Linked DNA regions of Cricetulus griseus: region 1 is linked to region 2. Evidence: chromatin contacts called from public Hi-C data. All regions are on one chromosome and are shown on one strand. The core of a region is the stretch at or near the end of the contact, and the rest is flanking DNA. Distances in the headings are between cores, read along the strand shown.

What was found. A called contact is a pair of places that touch in the nucleus more often than the background predicts.
Region 1: a contact with region 2 is called in a Hi-C map of liver, with 6 times the contacts expected there. The contact joins the enhancer-like site here to the promoter of Ccdc89 in region 2. A contact is called at or near these places in 3 of 8 Hi-C or Micro-C datasets (the CHO-K1 cell line, fibroblasts and liver).

What each region holds. Positions count from the first base shown.
Region 1 is chr3:108,812,032-108,817,432 of CriGri-PICRH-1.0, forward strand. No RefSeq gene overlaps it. Among named protein-coding and RNA genes, the nearest start is that of Ccdc83, 12 kb to the right of the region's middle. Within about 2 kb of position 3,075, at least 1 of the 6 cell types and tissues checked has open chromatin away from gene starts, as enhancers often do. A contact at or near this core is called in fibroblasts, where this site is marked.
Region 2 is chr3:108,673,611-108,678,710 of CriGri-PICRH-1.0, forward strand. It overlaps Ccdc89 (coiled-coil domain-containing protein 89), which reads right to left and starts at 2,338. Exons shown (of 1, transcript XM_027407947.2): 1 at 1,226-2,338. The coding sequence starts at 2,338. The coding sequence ends at 1,226.

The sequences.
Region 1 (5,401 bases), core at 1,825-4,324, 140 kb after region 2:
GGTGATTGTTCTCGGGCTAGGAAAAAAGAAGTATTAAGCACGCTGCTGGGGCTCATTCAGGCAGCTGTCTCCTCTGTTGCTGTCCATTAGACCCAAAGAACTTAATCTTGCGTGGTCTTCCTTGCCTGCTTTCAGGAGCAAGGTAACGGGCTCGCTGGCAGGGTTTTGCTTTGTTTTGTTCCGGTTGATAGAAATCACCGGGCAGACAAGAGACTTCAAATGCTTTTCTCCAAAAGCTTTTGCTTGGATGGGGATGTGGCAGCAGGAGGCTGTGGACAGCAGCGGGCAGTGGCGCCCTCTAATGTTAGTCTCTGGGCCGGCTCAGTTATCAGGATCCTTGTCCCTTGGCAGTAGCCCAGGGTCTAAGATCTTGTGCCTGGAAGATTTGATGGCGCCTATGGGATTTTTCACGTTCCTTTTTCTGGCTCCTTATAGCCTTTTATCAGTTCTCCTTTATTGTGACGTCCAGGTCATTTTACTATCTTTCCTGCCCTGGCCACTCTCAAACTGTTCAGCGCCTCTTTCAGCCACCAGACAGGCCACTCTGATCCTTCCTCAAGTGGTTGCTGCTAGGATGCTTCGGGGTTCATTTGGGCATGTAATTTTGCCAGCCGGGTTGCCCACTGCCACTCAGGATGCAGTGGTCTGCTCAGCAACTGGGCGCTAAGTACATTTGGTGTCATTCGGGAATGGGGGGGGGGGCTTTGCCAGTCGACTTCCGGCTGGATTTGGGTTAATAGTGGCACCCGACATTGTGGGGGCTATAGACATTGCTGGGCATGGTGACACGTTCTTGTTCTCCTATAATCTCAGAACCTGGGAGGTAGAAGCAGAATGATTAAGAGTTCAGTGTTACCCCCAGATCCATAAGTTTGAGGACAGCCTGTGTTACTTAAGACTTTGTTTCAAAAAAAAAAAAAATCTTATATGAAGGGAGAAAGGGAACCAGTGAGAGCTGGGAAGAGGGACCAGGAGAGCAGTGGGGGTACAGATATGAGGAAGGTGCAGTGTGTGTGTGTGTGTGTGTGTGTGTGTACAAAGTGTCACAGAGAAACCCATTATTGTAATATGCTAACTAAAAATGAAGTAACTTTACACATAAATGTCTCTTTTTTGTTTTTAGTCAAGGAAAGCTGCAGAGGGGAGATAAGGTACATTTTGAGAACTGTTTGCATTCACCATGCAAACCAAGGGATCCTTCTAGCAACTACTTTTGACAGTACCAAATTCAGACCTCCCTGGCCCACAGGATACAAGGGTATAGCTGACCCTGCAAGTTCTAAGTGTTGCACTGCAAGAGCCCTGAGTAGCAGCCTCCAGCTAATGACAGTGGGAGCTAGCTGCCCAGCCCACTGAGATGTGTCCCAGAGTCCCAGTGAAACCAAACCCCCATTATCCCATCTCTAGATAACTTGTTCATCCACAAACTCTCAAGTCTCTTTCTCATTTCCCCATTCTCCTAACTTTTTGAGAGTACCTCCCAAAAAAACTACTTGCTCACAAACCCCAACTTGAGGATACACCTCTAGGAGAAGCCAGTCAGTAACAGCAGCCCAGGCCAGGGTGACTTTTCATGGCCCTGAAGGGGTTTGATGCCTGAAAGCTGACCAATCACAATCAGGAACCCTTTGCTACAGGCTTGGTAGGAAGCCACTTAAAAAAGGATGGAGTCTCTGGCACAATGTGGAGACAACTGGATTCAAGAAAACTAAGTGGGAAAAGAAGTCAGATCTCCGAGTCAGTCAAGTCAGAGGCTGGGACCAGTCCTAAAGAGGAGGCAATAAAGATGGAGCCTAGCTGATGAAGCCTTTTCTCCACATCCTAGCCAGAGTAACTCCAGCGTGCAGCAAGCCATTTAGCTGTTCTCTAATACATGCAATAAAATAGCCCATGCCTCTCTGGTTTGGCAAGGCCAGCAGAATCCTAGCACAGTCAAGGATGGAGTGAGCATAGTTTTCCCAGAGTCTGGTTGTGTCTAAGCTTATACCATGTCTGTCTCTACCTACCATTACTGTTTTCATGCTAGGTTGTGACCCAGACTCAGGGTTTACATCACATCGTCTATATAAAATGGGAACTTGGTGAGTGGGGCAGGGAGAGCAGCCACATTGGAGAAATTCAGCCTGCCAATAGTCACCCACCACTCTGTAAGGAACTCCTTAGTGAACTCAATCTATGCATGAGCTAGTCTTTGCACTGTGGGCCATGCCAATATGGGGGTATCCCCTTGACATGCCTGCTTCACAATAAAGGCCATCCCCCACTGATGGAGGAGCTGAGCCAAAGAAGAACCTTCCAACCTCAGGACCCAAAAAGCCTTGTTTCACCTTCCCTGTTGCTCTTGGATTTGTCTGGGTGGCTTCTCTCCCTTCTTTCCATGCAGTCACCCTGCTGGAGGTCCAACAGCTGAAGTCTACATAGAGTTGCCATTTCTGGGCATCTCATTTTGATGGAGCCACACACATATAATATGGCTCTTCGGCTGTGGTCTTCTCAGCTAGAATGTTGCGTAAAAGGTAAAACATGTACTCAAACCCACATGAAGTAGACGGAGCAATCCACAACCCCCCTTTTCTCTTATTTCAAAATGTAATGCACTACACCGGGTTTGCTAATATGGGCAGGCATTCTGAAAATGCCTTTTTGTGCTCCTGCCTGCAAACACATTCAGTTCTTAAAAGACAAGGGTTATAATTGCTTCTGCATCATTCCCCAGATATGAGGTAGAGCTATTAATACATCCTAATTCTTTTAACATGTGTGCTGATGTTGTGATGAGAACACAGTTTCACACACCACTTCCCAGTGTGGGGGTGGGCATCTCACCTGAGACACAGAAGCCTTAGGACATTAGGCAATCTCCCAGGTGGGGCCAGAGAGATGAAGTCATAGTTTTTTCCAGGCACTGCAACCCTTCAAGGAGCAGCGCCTGCATGAGACATACTCCTTGGATCAGAAACTGGATCCAAATGAGAGGCCCTTTGGCAAATAAATATTGGAACTGTGGTTAGTGAGGTTCATCCTGGAATCCAGCCTCACCCTGACCTTCCCACCCTTCTCTACACCAGCTAGTGTTCTGTCATCACCACAAGTTCTCTAGGCGTGACTTACAGGACCCAGTGTGATGTGTTCCTGCTTGCCTCTCCACCATCCCACTTCACTCCCCTCTCATCTCTGGAATCCTATTATCTCACCATAGTAGATACCTTTAGCTTCACTAGAGGCCCATCATCCTCGCCTCTGGGTATCTGCCACACTCTGCCCCATACCCTCCAACCAGCACCCCAAACTGAATTTCATTTCCTCTAGGCTTACTCCCAGCCCTTGAGACAGGTTTCCCAAAGTAGTCTGCTTACTTCTCTCTGTTTTCTAGAGTTCTCTAACCATGCTGAAACTTTATTCTTGTGTTTTCCACCTAGACCCAAAGCACCCGCCTGGCAAATGCAGACACTGCCCAATATCTGACCCCATGAGCTTGAACTGCTCCTAGACTCTCATTCACAGAAACTGTGAGGTAATAAATGAATCACTGTGTTCAGAGTGGTTTTCTACAGTAATGGGTAACTAATACACTATTAAAACCAAATGGTTTAAAACAATGACTTATTACATCTTCTTGATCCAATAGTTCCTAACTGGTGAGCTCTTATGGCACAAGCTGAGATCACTTCAGCAACACCTAGCTGATGAGTAGGCTGGAGGGGAGGATCCAGTATGACTTCACTCATGTGTCTGGCATTCTGTGGGCTGGAAAGTGGCTTCTAGCCCACAGAAAGACCATGGAATGATTATCCACAGTGCCTGTATGTGGACTTTCTGACAAGGCTATCCCATAAGAGACAGCATTGTGTGAAAGTTTACTCTCTCCAGAACAAGTATCCCAAAAGAATCAGAACAATCGGCATCATCTTCCATGACCAGGTCTCAGAATTGATGAAGAACCATCCTGCCGTGGACTTTTCGGTAAAAGCAACTGTAAAACAACCAGAATCAGGGAGGAAGAATAGAAGGCCCATTTCCTGATGGGATTGGTCAAAGAATTTGACGCTAGTTTGTCAAAATTAAACTTACTAAAGTATAGTTTGAGTACAATAAGATACACACACACACACACACACACACACACACACACACACACACACACCAAATTGACTTTAACAAAAGTATACGATCAAATTATAGAGAATTCCTTTCATTCATAATAGTGCTCACCTGCCCCCCTGCTATATTCAATCCCCTTACCCACAGAAAAAATGTCCCTGTAATCTTGGGCATTTGAATAATTGGTCCTCAACTAATCAGGCTGTTTGGGAGGTTTAGGAGGTGTGGCCTTGTAAAAGGAAGTGTATCACTGGAGGTGAGATTTACCATTTCAAGTTTGCTTTCTCTGCTTTGTTCTTGTGGTTCAAAATGTGAGCCCTCAGCTTCCTGCTCCTGCTGCCATGCCTCCATTCCACCATCATGGACTCTAACCCTCTGGAACTGTGAGCTCAAATAAACCTTCTTCCACAATCTGCTTTGATCATGGTTTTTTATCACAGCCACAAAAAGGTAACTAGCATACTCCCCATCATCAGTGCTAGGCAATCACTGGTTGGCTTGCAGGCATTTCTGGACTTTCATATGATACTTTGCATCTTACTTGGATTCTTCACTTAGACAAACGTTTAGGGTTGTTCCTATTATTGCAAGTGTTGATAGTTTAGTTTGCTCCGCTTTCTTTGCTGTGTGGTTTTCTACTATGTGGGTGTGCACTGTTTGTTTATATAGTTTCCTACAGATGAATATCTGACTTGTTTCCAGATTTAGGTTATTAGAAATGAAACTGATAAGAATTCTTATTTCTATTTTCCCCTAAGAAAATATGTAGAAGTGACATCACTGTTCCATACACTACATTTGTCATCATAAAGGACTATCATATTGCTTTCCAAAATGGTCATAGTGGGGCACTTGTTGGTAAAGTGGTCGTTTAGAAGCTAACTCCACATTATGAAGTAAAGTAAAAGATTCTTGATAGCCGGGAGGTGGTGGTGCACGCCTTTAAAACCAGCACTCGGGAAGCAAAGGCAAGTCTATATCTATGAGTTCGAGGCCAGCCTGGTCTACAGAATGAGCTCCAGGACAACCAGGTATACACAGAGAAATCATCTCGAAGAGCAAACAAACAAAAAGATTCTTGATAAGGAAAAAAAGTGGACTCTATTCCAAATGAAGAAACAGGAAGAGCTTCAGAATTCACAGATAGTAACATGACACCTGATTGTGCAGAGGGAGAGATGGGCAACATTCCAAAAGTAAGTAAGCCTTGCTCCAAGCCACTCCAGCATTATGGCTGCCTGCTGCAAGCAAGTGAGGAAGGCAAAGTTCCAGAAAGGGACAGCCAGGGGCTGGAGAGGAA
Region 2 (5,100 bases), core at 1,088-3,587:
CTACATGGTGAATTCAAGGGCAACCTGGGCTAAGTTTCTCTGTCTCAAAAAACAAAACCAAACAAAAACAAGCAAAAAGAAAGCCGTAAGTACTAGCTTTTAAGTATATAAAACTCACTATGTAGCTGTTGGTGTTCTTGTCACCAAATGAATGGGGAAATTTACTATACTATTATCTATCTTACAGGTATTCATAATTGCATATATAAAATGATTAAGTATAGGAGAAATAAGGAAATAAATTATATGTTGGTAATTAACTTGAAGACTTTACTTTGAGAACTTTACATTTAACTGTCATGTTAAGTAACTATTTCTACAAAAATAAATTATTCCTACAAAATCCATAAGTGTATACATATGTATATATACACATTCAGCTTAGACCTTTAAAATGCAAGTTTAATTACAAGAGAATGTATTGACAGAAGCAGAAAACAATATATAAGTTACTGTAAAAACAAACCCAATCTGCTATGACTGCTTACCCTAAATTGAGGTACTTTTGCCTACTAGCACATTGCACAATAAAAAAAGAAACAATTGAGAATGTCAATACAACACATCTAAATCTTACAACACATCTAAATCTTATCTGTCACTAAAAAGAAAACCAAGAAAGTGGAAGTGAGTTAAACGTGCTGGAAATACTAAAATTGATTGACTTAACCAAATTGAATATTAATAGAATATTCAATAGAATGAGTGTAACAGAGCTGGCTTTTATACTTTGGTTAAACAAGTGAGTAATCAAACTGTTGGCTTTCCAAGTAAAAGCAAAACCAGATCAAATCACACTCTTTGCTGGGAATCAGGCTGCTCAGCTACAGTGATAACCACGGTAAGCTTAACTCTCTGCAATGGCTAATGGGGCTATGTTTTCCTTTTTTCAAGACAGCATGTTCATTTTAGGATCCTTGAAATCATAAATCTGAAGCTATAGGAAGATATCTGAGGTTGGAGATGAGTAAGTTATAAGGTAGAAGATACAGATAATCTTAAGAAAATTTCAAAGCCACAGCGGGGACTCTGGTTAATCTTAAATACATTCTAGGTGGTAGAACTGAACATTAATATTAATTTTACAACAGTAACAACAACAACGTCATAGGAGAGTGGTTTTGTACTTAAAAGTATAGTAAATGAATTAACTTTGCTTTTGCCATGATGCTAAGGCACAAATATCTGAAGTATTTACTGGAGGCAACAGGAAGCTGAATTTCCCTTATGGAAAGAGATGGCGGAGTTTAGCATTAAGTTCTCTCTCCTTGCTTAAAAGATCCAGGCTGTGCTTTTTGAAGGCTTCCGATTGAAGACGCAGCTCATCATAAGCCTTTTGGATCCCATCTACCCTGCGCTGAAGCTCGCGGACTCTCAAGTTGCTATCAACGGCCACTGCCTCCTGCTCGAAGCGTTCCAGTGCATGCTTCTTGGCCATGGCTGCTGTCTCCAACTTCTCCTCAAGCTGGCGGATCTCCGCCTGTTTGTTCTGGAGCACCTTGCCCCTCTCCATGGACAGCTGCAGCAGCTCCTCTTTCTCACGTGTGACAGTCTGCAGCCTGGTCTGTAGATCCTGGCTCAGGCTGCTATGCTCCTCCTGGTCCTTCGCCATCTTGTTGGTGGCCTGCCGGTGTAGCTGCTTGAGGCTCTGAAGCTGGCTGAGCAGCTGCTCTGTCTCCTTGGCATGAGCACAGGCCTGCTGGGTCTGCAGACCCAGCAGCTCCTTCTCTCGGGCCTGAGCCTGGCTGGTATCGTGTGCACACCTCAGTTTCAAGACCTCCAGTTCCTCCACCAGGGCCTTGTTGTTTGCAGTGAGTTGCAGTATCTTGGCCTCCTGGTCTTTCAGAGCCTGACTGAAGAGGTTGCTATTCTCCTGCTTCAGCTTCTCATTTTCCTCCTTCAGCTTGAGGTTTGCATTCTTGTGCTCGTCCTTGAAGCGGATCATCATCTCGTGGTTGGCTGCCAGGGTCATAAAGCGATCCTCCAGCTTTTGGACGTGATCACTCTGGACCTTCATCTTCTCTATCTCCTGCATCCTCTTCTCCTCCAGCTCATTGTTGAGCAGTTCCAGGATCTGGCAGCGTTCCAGAGCCTCATCGGATCTGCGTTTCAGGATGCAGATGAGCTGGGATTGCTCTTGGATGCGGGAGCGGAGCATTGCCTTCTCGCCCTTCTCTTCCTCAGAAAGTCCCCTAAGGTTGGCCAAAGCTTCTCTCAGACCATCCATTTCCTTAAATCCCAATTCCTCATCCTGGTTTTGCAAGTTTTCGTTTTGCTTTCCTAGGGACTCATCAGGAGTTGGGTTATCCATCCTAAGCGTCTGCTCGTCCTGAGGCATAGACGCTCGGCCTGAGAGCTGATTTAAGCCTGCCTTTCCCCCTCTGTTTCAAAAGGGCGTTGCTATGGACTCTTGGCACGCTCCAGCAGTTGGTTTTTCTAGTAAGGAGTCCTGTAATTGGTGGGCAGGCCTTCAGAATGTAGTGAGGTAATAGGGGGCGTTCAGAGCCAATCTGGTCAGGCTACACCTTCCTTTTTTGTTTTTAACCAATCACAGCTCTTGGCTCACTGCCACTGTCCAGCCTGTGCAGCCCGAGAAGCCAACCACAGAGTCAGCGTGGAACCTACTCCACAGGATTTCTGATAAGAGTAAACAGAGTAAACTTACAAAGACCCATTCCTCCTCTTTGTCCTGAAAAGAAACTGTTGTGTGTAGAAATGTAGTTGCTGTGAGTGCATACAAAGAGTCTGAACCAAGTGCTTAGCTCAGTTGTTGTAAATGAGATTAGTGTTACTTTGATGCTGTCCTTATGTCCTCAATGGATACCCACGGCAACCTCAGCACTCCTGTTTTTATCTGCTGGGAAGATATATTTACGGAAGGAGACACAATGAACAATACATATCTAATCAAATCAGCAAAGAAAAAAACATAATAATTACACTTGTGCCTCACACACTGGAGAGAAGGCGATAAATACGCTGATCAGAGGCCAATGGGGGGAAAATTAGCTTGTCAGATAAGACTAACATTTTTATACAAAGCTTAAAGGGATTATTAGAGCATTGTGTTAAAAGAGAAATGGACAATTATAATCTAAGTCAAACAGCTGAAAACAGAACCTCACAAATGAACCAACAAATGCAAGTGAAAATTAGACAGTATTTCATCCACCAAAATCAGTAAAAGAAAAAAAAAACAAATTCTCCTTATCATTTATGACTACCCAGGACTTATAAGGGGATGATGAAGGAATCCTTCTATACATTATTGGTGAAAGGCAGTTGAGAGTATCTATGCTAACTAAAAGTACTTCAGCTACATTGTAAACTCGAAATTGCCCTTGTCAGGAGCTCTTTGACAATCATCTGAAAGAAAATGTTTTGTGCATAGCTTTTGCTGTCAGCCTTATATTAAAAAGCTTGAACCTAAATACCCCAAAGCAGCAGCTATTGAGCATCATCATGTATAAAGGAAAATTTTCATGGCACAGGAAATATTTATGTTAGAAAGATAACTGAAGATGGATACAAAATTTGATGTTCAAAATAAAATTAGGTTTGTGAAACTTAGGGAGAGAGAAATAGTTGGCTCTTTATGTAATGAATGACTGTGTTGGTGAGTTAGACTTCATCTATACCTATATGGTGACAAAGAAGTCTACCTGTCCTTGTAACTGTTGGAGGGATGTTTAAATACCTCAGCTCTCACTGGGAACAAAACATGGCCAAGGGGTTGAGATGTTCCCTTTGGTCTCAAATATTAGAGATTATTTTCTAGATCAGTAATTTCTTGTCTATAAATGGATTGCAAGGCTGAAGACTAGGAACTTTCCTAAACTGGATGTTTTAGACCTTAACTTTTTAACTGAAAAAGGCATAAATATTATACATATTAATAGGGTACTGTACAATATTTCATATGTATACATACCTCCAATCAGATTAAATATATTTCATTATGCTTTTGCTTTTATCACTTCTTCCTTCCTTCCTTCCTTCCTTCCTTCCTTCCTTCCTTCCTTCCCTCCTTCCTTCCTTCCTTTCTTCTTCTTTGTGTGAAAAGGGATCTCATATAGCCCAGGCTGGCCTCAATCTACTATGTAGCTAGGCATGACCCTGAACTTCTGATCCTCCTATATCCACCTTTGGAGTGTTGGATTATAGGCAAAAGACCAGATAAGCCACCTAGAGGAAGCAGAAACCAGCCAAGCTGCCTGGAAGAGGTTTAGACCATTTGAGGCACCTGGAAAAGACACTCTCCAACCTGTTAAGCTGCTTGCAGGCTGTGCAGTGTGTGCTCCAGGTTCCCAGCTTTTGTGTTACCCATTCTCCTGTAAGTTAGCCCAATAAATTTCATTGGTTTACCAAGTTGAACTGTGGTGGTATCTGTACTTTGGTTTGTGGTGAGATCCCTTTCTGGAGTAAGGAGATGTGTGTGTTGCATCTCCACACAGAAAGTTTTGTCACACAACAAAGTGAGAATGGATCCCCACCCATAACTAAGGAATTGTTGGCAGTTGACAGCTGGGGGGGGGATGGGGGTAGGGAGCACCGGTTTTCTTCAGAGATGCTACCCTGCCCATACTCTAGCTGATGGCCCTACACCGATTCACAAACTGGCATAACTAACTAAACTGGGTGATTAAATAAAGAGTACAAGAAGTGGAAGTGGAAATGTGGTGGGTTGGGGGTGTCTGGAAGGAGATGAAAGGGTGGGGGTGAATTTGACCAAAATACATTGCATACAGTTATGACATCAAAAATAAAATATGCTTTAAAAAGAATGAATCCAACATAAAAGAAAAGTAGATGAAGAAATAGAGTCCTTATGACACTTTTACCACTCACACATGAGGCCTTTCCCACATACCTCGACTTTGATTCAATAGGAAACACCAATGGTCTACCTTATCATTCCTACTCACTACACAATAATATAGGCTTTGTAAGCAGAATGTCAAATGAACTAACTGGACACATGACTAAATAAGTAGTGGAGACACATATTTAAATCCTAGTGCAACTCTCAAGAAAACTGCAAATAAATTCGTTGATATATTCAGCAAGCATTTGAAACACATCTCTAAGAAAATACACATG